3 separate regions of the Rattus norvegicus genome follow, and regions 2 and 3 are each linked to region 1. Evidence: chromatin contacts called from public Hi-C data. All regions are on one chromosome and are shown on one strand. Each heading gives the region's core, a stretch centred on a gene start, on an enhancer-like site or on the middle of the called end of the contact. The rest is flanking DNA. Distances are from core to core; before and after follow the strand shown.

Evidence for each region. Hi-C and Micro-C count contacts between places; a contact is called where the count stands out from the background.
Region 2: a contact with region 1 is called in a Hi-C map of the A7r5 cell line, with 2.5 times the contacts expected there. The contact joins two enhancer-like sites. A contact is called at or near these places in 2 of 12 Hi-C or Micro-C datasets (the A7r5 cell line and the Rat2 cell line).
Region 3: a contact with region 1 is called in a Hi-C map of the A7r5 cell line, with 4 times the contacts expected there. The contact joins two enhancer-like sites. A contact is called at or near these places in 4 of 12 Hi-C or Micro-C datasets (the A7r5 cell line, the Rat2 cell line, hepatocytes and 1 more).

The regions. Positions count from the first base shown.
Region 1 is chr6:29,975,733-29,978,980 of GRCr8, forward strand. It overlaps the pseudogene Pym1-ps2. Among named protein-coding and RNA genes, the nearest start is that of Plb1, 47 kb to the left of the region's middle. Within about 2 kb of position 1,444, at least 8 of the 93 cell types and tissues checked have an H3K27ac peak or open chromatin away from gene starts, as enhancers often do. A contact at or near this core is called in the A7r5 cell line, where this site is marked.
Region 2 is chr6:30,412,580-30,415,827 of GRCr8, forward strand. All of the region lies in intron 3 of Babam2 (BRISC and BRCA1 A complex member 2), which reads right to left. Among named protein-coding and RNA genes, the nearest start is that of Babam2, 53 kb to the right of the region's middle. Within about 2 kb of position 1,577, at least 21 of the 93 cell types and tissues checked have an H3K27ac peak or open chromatin away from gene starts, as enhancers often do. A contact at or near this core is called in the A7r5 cell line, where this site is marked.
Region 3 is chr6:30,293,600-30,296,847 of GRCr8, forward strand. The region is part of intron 6 of Babam2 (BRISC and BRCA1 A complex member 2); the gene reads right to left. Among named protein-coding and RNA genes, the nearest start is that of Babam2, 170 kb to the right of the region's middle. Within about 2 kb of position 1,607, at least 6 of the 93 cell types and tissues checked have an H3K27ac peak or open chromatin away from gene starts, as enhancers often do. A contact at or near this core is called in the A7r5 cell line, where this site is marked.

The DNA.
Region 1 (3,248 bases), core at 194-2,693:
CCCCTGGTGACCCCAGCAGGGGAGCATCTGCAGGAAGTGCATGGCCTCATATATGACTGCCACTCTCAGGCCCAGACATGCCTAGCTCCTTGCAGGTTCCTCACGGGGCACAGATGCCAAAGACGTGGGCAAACAGGTTTGAGGAACACAAAACCAACCCGAAGCTTTCTCCTCTCTCTTGGACAAGGCACCAGGCTTGAGCCATCTCCCCTAGGCTGCAAGAATTCTTTCTAAATGGTGTCTGTCCCCCTCTTGTCTTTGCTAAAGTCACTTACAAGCCTCTGGATCAAACCTACATACACACAATGTTCAAGCCACACAGACTCTGCCCTCCCCTACCCCTGGAAGCCCATGGTAATCTATTTCTATCATTCCCCAACTCCCACCTCTGCCTTCTGAGATCCATATGGGGGCCTTCTGAGTTCTGTCCTGCCATTTCCTGTTTCCTCTTCCTGAGGCACCTTCATACTCTGCTCACTGTCTGAGGTGGTCCCTCTACCCTGGCTCTGGTCACTAGCACCTTCCCTGTGATTGGCAGCTTCACAGGGTGGACCTCAAGGCCCTGTACCTGTACCAGACCTCACTTGGTTTTAGGGGTATCACAGCTGCTGGTCATCCTGGACCAATTCCCATCAGAGATCCCTGATCCTGCCAGAAGCCAGAGGTTGATGGGGATGGAGGCTTCGAGGAGGAAATGGAGGGCGGAGTGTGCAACAGAGGCATGGAAGGATGCTCGCCCACACCTGCTGGACACTCAGCAGGGAAAAGGTCACCTCAGTTAGCATCAGGACACGGCTAGTGGACAGGAGGACCACTTCAAAGGCTGACACCAAAATGGTCTTGTCTCAGCGACAGTGAGCTTTCCCTTGTCTACTCCCTGCCCTGGCAAGGTCCTAAATTGCCAGAGGAGGGATATCTGGACCATTCACAGGCCAGAATGCTGAGTTTGCTGTTCACGCCACATGACTGAGCCCCAGAAGCACCCTCCCAGCCCATGTAAAGACCAGACCCCTCGTTCCTGCTTCATTGACAGCTCTGGGTGCACCTTATCCTGTCTGAACCCCTGGAAATGGGCTCCCAGAGCAACACCAGATTGCCGACTGCTCCTAAGAGAGACTAATAGTCAATCATTGACCACATTAGCCAATGACTCCTTACTCTTTCCTGCTAAGCACTTACATGTTATCTTGGTGTCTTCACCAGGCTGTTTCCTGAGAGGGTTCTGGAGGTTACAGCGAGATGGTTCTAAGCTTAGATAGAATGACCACATGACTTACCCAGCCTGGAATAGTCCCATCTTGTGTCTGCCATCCCAGAGTCATTACTGACATGCTCGGTGTCCTAATCTGATTCTACATTGGGTGACCCTCTCATGGGCCCTGCTCAGAGAGAACACAGTGTGATGTTCCCTAGAGGAGCAACGGGGCCAAAAGAGTCAGACACCAGAGGGCACCAGTGAGCTGTGTTTGTCTGGCTTGTCTCTGGCAGGGCCCAGGTCCTGCGGGAGGGTAGGTGGAGACCAGCTGAGGAAGTGCCCAGCCAGCTTCCTGACAGAGCTCCAGTTCAGGCCTGCTGCAACCCAACTGGGTCCACCTCTTCCATCTGCCCTGAAGAGAGAACCCAACTAGGCATGAGAGTCCAGGAGGGAAGGGAGACACTAGTCCCAGTCCATCCAGCCTGGCCAGCCTCCTGTCAGACCCACCTTGGGCTCCACAGTAGGCTTAGAACACTCTGACTTAGATGGAATTGGATGCAGCTGTATTTCTGTTATTTCTGTGTGACCTCAGGCGCATTATTAACCCCTCTAAGCGCAGTTGACTCTCTTAACAAGAGTGTCTCCTTCCTTAGGCTGGCGTGAGCTCGTGCTCTAAAGAACAAGAAGCCTGTGGCTCCGTTCCTGGCACCGAGATGAATATTTTTGGCAAAGAAGCAGGCAGCTGTATGACAGAAGTCACCTCAGTGTCAGACAGAGCCTCGTTCAGATGGACAGACACCTATGCATAAGGTAGAGAACAGACAGACACCTGTTTGTCCAATATGGTTCCAGATGGCACAACTATTAATAACACCCTCTTCCCTCTTGTGGTGTCCCAGTTTGAGGATCAACTCCATAGTGCTACCTACAAGGCATCAACTATGTGCCAGGGTTGGTGACAGGCATGGGGGATGAGGAGGGAGATGGTGTCCCAACTGCCAGATCTCACTGCTCCTCGAGGACACAGACCAGGAAATGAATCGGGAAGGTGGGGTTGGCCATACTGCTGGAAGTCCCCACAAGAACCTGCCAAGAGACATCTTAGGATAGATGGACCTGTCTTGGTTTATTCAGAATCGTAGTATTTTAGTATTTTTCCAGCTGTAGAAGCTACATAAAAAGAATCACTATGTAGCTCATGGCAATCCTCCTGCCTTGGGTTCCCAAGCACTGGGGATTTTTTTTTAATTACATGTATTTATTTGTCTCTGTGTATGCTGGACAAACAGGCGTGCGTTCTCTACTTTGTTATAGGGGTGCAGCTACGGGTGCAGGTCAGAAGGGGACAACTTGTAGGAGCTGGTTCTCTCCTCCTACCCTGTGGGTCTCTTGGTCAGATTCAGGTGGTCAAGCTTCATGGTAACTGCCATTTTAGGCTGAGCCATCTGGTCAACCAGCACTGGGATTATTACAGGCATGGGCCATGTCCAACTAGAAGTGGTGCTAATCCATTTTCTGCAACACACACATACACACACACACACACACACACACACACACACACACGTTAAAAGAATTACTTTCTTATAGACATCTTTTTCCCCCTTTGGTCATGGTTTCTGTCCTCTTGGAAAGTGCAGGAACATGGTTGTGGTCCAGGGCCACACTCTGAGAGGAGCTACCTCTTTGCTCCACACTAAGGCCAGAAACACCTCATGACATTGAGGGGGAAGAATGGGGGAAGGGAGAAAATGATGGACGAGGTTATAGTGTGCTCTGAACTAGCCAGGATCCTCCTGGGCATCTGAATTGTTTTACAGGAGGACAGTGCCCTGATCCAAGGTCTAGAGACAGTCACATGCCGATCCTAGAACCAGGGATGCTTGCGAGGTGCAGGCATCTCAGGGCCAAATCCCTTACCAGCATCCCACAGTGGACTCTCCCAAGCCCCTGCCTTGTCTGGACGCTTCCTTGGTCCTTCTGAGCTAGGTCCTCTCTGAGTCCTGCTCAGCTAACTTGAGGGCACCCACTGCTGGGCAGCAAAGTCTCCTTG
Region 2 (3,248 bases), core at 327-2,826, 440 kb after region 1:
TAGAAATAACTCATGCATCAAGCTCCTCCAAATCTTTAATGCACGTTTCCTCTCTACACGCCATCCCAAGAGCACTGTCAGGATTCGGGCTGTTTCTACAGAGTTGTCTAATGTCCATAAAGCAGACATAAAATCTACCTTCAGCAAAATTTCTGTGGGTTATTTCCTCCTATGGAGGACAGAGCTTACCCTTTTCCCTTTCCCTTCCCCCTTTTTTCCTCTTCCTCCCCCTTTTCTCCCCTTTTCTCCCCTTTTCTCTCTTTTCCCCTCTTTTCCCCCCTTTTTCCCTTTTCCCTATTCCCTTCCCTTCCCTTCATTTGTGTTAGGAGCTATGATACAAGAGCACAGTTACACTTCACATACTACGACTGGACCTTGCTGAAGGCAGGCTTCTCAGAAATGAAAAGAGAGGCTTGGAGTACGAAGGGCCTGTGCCATGACACATAGCCAAGGATGCTATGTTAAATACTATAACGGAACTCAATAATGAGCTGGTCCCCTTTATTAAACAGGTTCTTCTCTTTGGTGGACTGAGCTAAGAATAATTACTAGTCTACAGAAAGAAATCAGTTGCCAAAAATCTAGCTTTCAACTCACAGAAAGCCAAATGTTCCCTATTCTAATTTCCATCCACTGTGGCAAGATACTGAGAAATGACTAAAGTGACATTTTTCTCATATTAAAGAATGAAGAGGGCATTTTAACTGCTTCTGTGTTCTACATAGTTTGAAAACTATGATGCAAATATTCAAGAAACCCACTCAGGTAAAAAGACTTAACAGATGCCTGTAACAGGAACAGAAAGGTCCTGAGAGAAACAGAGAAGAATTAAGTGGGCAGCTATAGCCTAATTAATTAGACTGAAGCTTAAAATCAAAGGCTCAAAGCAAAATCCTGTTGTCCCTCTAAAGACTTCATGTGCAGTAGGGGAAAGGACTTCCACTCTTCCACAGCTGCCCTCCTGCAGCATACGTGTCATGGGAAAACAAGCCCAGACTTAAAGGTGTCAGGAAAGATCACTGCATTTTTGCCTTAGACCAGCAGTATGGTTTTTTCAAACTACTACCCGGAGCCTTTATAAATTGCCAAAGTATGAAATAATTTGTTCTTTCAAAGGAAGAAAGCAACAACAAGAAACAATAGTGTGTTTCCTGCCTTAGGAAGAATTTAACAGGAGCTTCCCAACTGCACTTCCTAGAGAAGTGTGTGACTGCCTCAAATGTACAGGAGAGGAGCTACAAAGGAAGACCAAACAGAACGGTCTATACGGGCAGGACAGATTTCAGTCCTAGGGCTGGCACATACACATTCAAGAAGGCTGGGGATCCTGGACCTTTGACAGCCAAATCTCATCATCTTTCTCTTTCCAGGAGATGTGTCAGTGAAGTGCGACCCAGAGCCTTGCCATGCCTACTTGCACTTGGTGGGCCTGTCCCTGCTTCCAGTGTTCTCATCTGAGACCATCCAGAACCACCTGACCAAAAAGCACATGTGCTGGCACACTCCTACATGCTCTCAACCACGAGCCCACGATATGCCATGTGTGAGTCACAGGCAGTGATGATGGTAAAAAGAAAAGCTAATATTTGGAGTTCACCAAATAATGAGTCATACTCCTGGAAGAAAAGGAATCCTTACAGCTGGCAGCTCTTTAGTATGAAATTTTTAAATTGTTGTAACATTAATATTAATTCCATGGAAGCTGGCAAGAAGAAAATGAGTGAGAAATGCGGTATTTGGTTGCCTGGTACCATATAAAAGCCCAGTTCACGCTCCAAGAACAAGAATGAGAAGGACGTCTCCTACCAACTCCCGACTTGCCTCCTACACTCACCACTGCCAAGCTACTTGCTCTCCCACACAACACTGTCTTACTAATTCTGACCCTTAAGAGTTAAAAAGAAGTCTTGCTTTCTCGCTACCCAAATGCCAAATGGGATCTTGTGGGATTTCACCTTTATAAAGGGAATGTTTGAAAACAGGCCCCTTTGGCTGTGACATCAGTGAGTTGCTGAGGCCTGCAAGGGCCGGAGGAAACATTCCCAGTCCCTTGCAGCGCTGCCGTACTCCTACGGTGCAATCTGGCAATGGCCAGGGCCCAAATCTTTAAAGCTGTTTTATGGTATTTAACATATGGTCATAAATTGCTCAGTGCTCTAAAGAGGGGCTAGATTTGCCACCCCTATTGATGAGACATGTTCTTATTTATTTAAATTTAGTGGCAAACTGGCATTTCTCCAGAGGGAGAGGGTTAGGCATAAGTACAAAGAAAGAACTAATGAGAGATGGTTTGCAGCTTTGCTGTGTACTCAACACAACCACTATCAAACAGGGGCTCGCCACTGAGGAGACAATAACAGGGAAGGAGTCCAGTACCTAAGGCTCGAGGGGGGAGAGTACAGATTTTATTCAGAACACATTTTAATTATTTTTATTTTTTTTCAGAATACATTTAAAAACTTTTAATCATTTTCTCTTTTCCCTCCAACAAGGGCTGTCTATCCATCTCTCTCTTGCCTCTGACTCTTTATTCCCCTCACAAATTAGAGACTCTTGGTCTTTACCTGAAATCATTTATCTTTGTAATTCTCTAGAACATCCCAAATCCTCTTGCAAGCATTTTCTGATTTTGCCAATTTTTTTTTTTTGCTAAGTTGTTTATTTTTTTTAATGGATGTAATTCTCCATCTTTAAAGATATAATCCTACCAAAATATTATGTTCCCTTCCCTCTACAAAACAGGACATAGCCAAAGTCAGGGGGAAAAAATGGATTCTGGAGGAAAGGTTGTGTCTGAATGACAGGTGTCGACAGGAAACATCCCTAGTGAGTTTGGGGTGTGTGTGTGTGTGTGTGTGTGTGTGTGTGTGTGTGTGTGTGTGCGCGCGCGCGCGCTCGCGCACGCGCGCCTATTATCTTGCTTAGATCTGGAATGTAAAGAGAGATTTCTGTAAGTTCCACGTTTGACAGCAGTCTGAAAACAGCATTTTTAAAACTCTACTAGGAAAGATTAGGCTGTTTATATCACACAAAAGTCTTTATAATTTTAAAATATAAAAGACTCACTCATACATGGCACAAAAATAAAAATCTACATATAGACAGGAATAGAGACAGCAATTATCAATGTACACAAGGTAATATGAATGTCATATGCTAGAAACTAAGAAGTGGGATATATTTCTCAGGCGAATGAAATATGTCTTCTCAGTTATGTTCCCCAAGGCAGACCAAGAATCCAGTGATCA
Region 3 (3,248 bases), core at 357-2,856, 320 kb after region 1:
GTCGACTGGATTACTAAAGAACAGAATTAACCAACAAAGTACCCTAAATGCCTTTATTCTAAAATGTAAAACAACAACAACAACAACCAGAAAGAGAAAGTGCATCCACTATTATCATCTCAAGATTTATCATCTTTCTTCCTCAAAGATACATTATGACCTAGGAATTACATTCTTTCCAAATCAGATATAGTGACAGAAACAAGCAACTTGCCCAAGGTCTAGGTCAGGGGCAAAGCTGGCACTGGAACTAGAGCTTACCCTGCGATCTTTCCTGTTCTCAGCCACTAACAGAACTCAGATGACATCAAGCATTCCCTCTTCTACCGTGTCTGCTTTTAATAAAAACCATTAATCACTTAAAGTTATGTGATGTCAATTTCAACCACATCAGAGAACAGCCACCCCACATTTCCTTGCATCATGATAAGAATGCAAATGTGTCTTCCTAGAAATGCTACCCTTGTAACTTCTAGGTGAGAAATACGACATGCTAAAAACACAAGTATTCTTGACTTTTGAGTTACTGACAACTGGGTGAATGGCCCGTTTTCTTCCCCCCACCCCACAGCAATATGCAAGATCACATCAAGAACTCTTGGGCTTCTGTTATTTTGTTTCAATGTTTCCTTACCTTTAATGAATATAAACAATTTCAGGTTGGCTCAGTTTTGTTACAATTAACATTATAAATGAAAACAATTTAGGAATATCTGAAAAAAAATCCCTATGCTGTTCAGGTTGCTAGGATATTTCTATATCCAGACTATAAATTGGTCTTGGTCTTCTGAGAGATAATAGATCTGAAACTGACTAAAGAAATCATGGATGTCTCTCAGTTTGGATGAAAAGTTCTGTTTAACTTAAGCATGCATACATACATACATACATACATACATACATACATACATACATACATGTATACATACATACAGACAGACACATGCGCACGTGCGTGCACACAAACACACACACACACACACACACACGAGAGAGAGAAAGAGGGGGAGAGAGAGAGAGAGGGAAGGAGAGAGAGGGAGGGAAAGAGAGAGAGACAGACAGACAGACACAGAGACACAGACAGAGACAGAGACAGAGACAGAGAGGGAGTTTCAAGTAGTCCAGACTGGATTTCAATTCCCGATTCTCCTGCCTCCCTTCCCCATGTGCTAGGGTCCTGGGGATATCACCACACCAGGCTGCCTACATTCTATTAGGGCTGAAAAAAAAGAGAATCAGTAACAAAAGGGTTACAGGCCAGCATCAAAAACTGTAAGAGAGTAGGCTAATGGGAAGGCAGGTGTCTAAGGTATGTTGAGATGTGATGACCGCTTAGCTAGTCCTCAACTGATAGATCAGGTCTATTAATTTTATATGGTGGTAATGGTCTCCAATGTTATAGCAGCTCTAAATACACTATGACAATCTGCAGTGGTGAGCAATTTTTTTTTCCAAAAGAACCTTCTCCATATGGAAGGCACTTGTCTAGGCTCCTCCAGGGATCAGGAATCGAATGAGTGTGACTCTGGCCTCTCTGTACAAGTCACAGACACAGAAGTTCCTCTTGCAGTAGAAAAGGACCTCTGTTTTCCCTGCCTGTCCCAGTGGCTATGAGGAGAAGAGCAGCAGATACTCTGCCCAGGCTGACACTGCCATGCAAGAGAGACCGCAGAGGCAGGAGCTCTGTGAGGCGCCTGTGAGACTACATTTCTCTCCTCCTGTCCCCTGCTATAGGAGTGCTACCTCACAGGCTCAGTACTGCTTCACCAACTGCAAGGGAGGAAATATTTCTATGCAATAAAAATTCTTTTGGTGTTTTTAACTCCCTCCTCATCCATGCAAAACAGGAAAGCATGACACATTGCCTTTTATGGTTATAAAAGATCCAGATGAAGGTTCTTCATGTTCTCAGACAATTGTGCTCACAATATTAACACAACACTTTCCTAACTGAACACTGCTTAAAAGAGGGGAAATGCCTTATACACTCTAAGCTTATACTCCAGGGAAGGCAAAGCCTGACAAATGTTTACTGATCAGGTCACTGGATAATCAAACAGGGAGTTCATGGAAATAATAAAATTATTATGCTTGCAGATGGCTGCTTAAAATGAGAATTGGAAGGTAATTTTCATTGGTTTAAAAAAGTTTTATTTTCTCTTCCAAATATTTGAACCACGCCCTTAACAGTGTGGTCCACAGAGCACTGCCAACCTACAGCACAAATTGCTTTCTTACAACATGACCTTCAGTGAATCTGCATGCTGTTCGACAACCATCACCACAAAAGTCATCATGTGACGGGCACTTCATCGAAGGTGGGACTTTTTATCTGTCTCGTTATCTCTGAGACCTTTCCTTCTTAAGGCAAGAGCCTGTGGTGTTTCCCACTTCAGGAAGAGTTTACCTGATGTTATTATCATTTAGGGACACAAAGGTCCTTAATTCCTTCTGCCTAACTGTTGGGTGATGCCATTATTTTTGTTTATATTATTTTTAACTTATTTTATGTGTATGGTGTTTTGCCAGCATATATGTCTATGCAACCACAGAGAATATCAGGTCCCTGAAAATGGTATTACAAACAGTTGCTGGGAGTCAATCAAATGGTGGAAGGGCAGCCAGCACTCTCCATCACCGAGCCATGGCTCCAGCCCCCAGTACCATTATTTTTAAAGCATTGTAAAATTTTAAGGCTGAACCTTTAGAGATTATAACTGCTTGATTTAAAGACTGCTCTGGAATTAAAGACAAGACTGGGGGGTCTGAAACACTTCTTAACCAAATGTGCTAAGGGACACTCAATTTAACTACTTAGAAAAATCTAACCCCCAAATGTGAATTTACAAAATATTATGCATTTTATATACGGATTTTTCTTATTTCCCCTACCCTGGGAGGTTTTGGGGACAAAAGATTTCTAAAATAATGATCCATACAGTTTAAGAATTCACTATGTAAAATAATAAATGTCAAATATACAGAAATATATCTATAATCATTAACTATGAGGCAAAATTTGTAACTGATTTCTAACTAACAAGCCATATAAAATAACTTTAATTACATATACTAGCAATCAAAGTAACATAATTCTGTCTTCTTCAAAAGAGGCCCATGTGAAAACACAGAGTTTGCCTTCTAATGGCTCCAACATATCAGTCAATAAAATGGAATCGAGCCAGGCTTACTTAAAATTAAAGGTAGTGCTTACACTTATAGAGAATTCTATTCCCTGATAAGCCCTC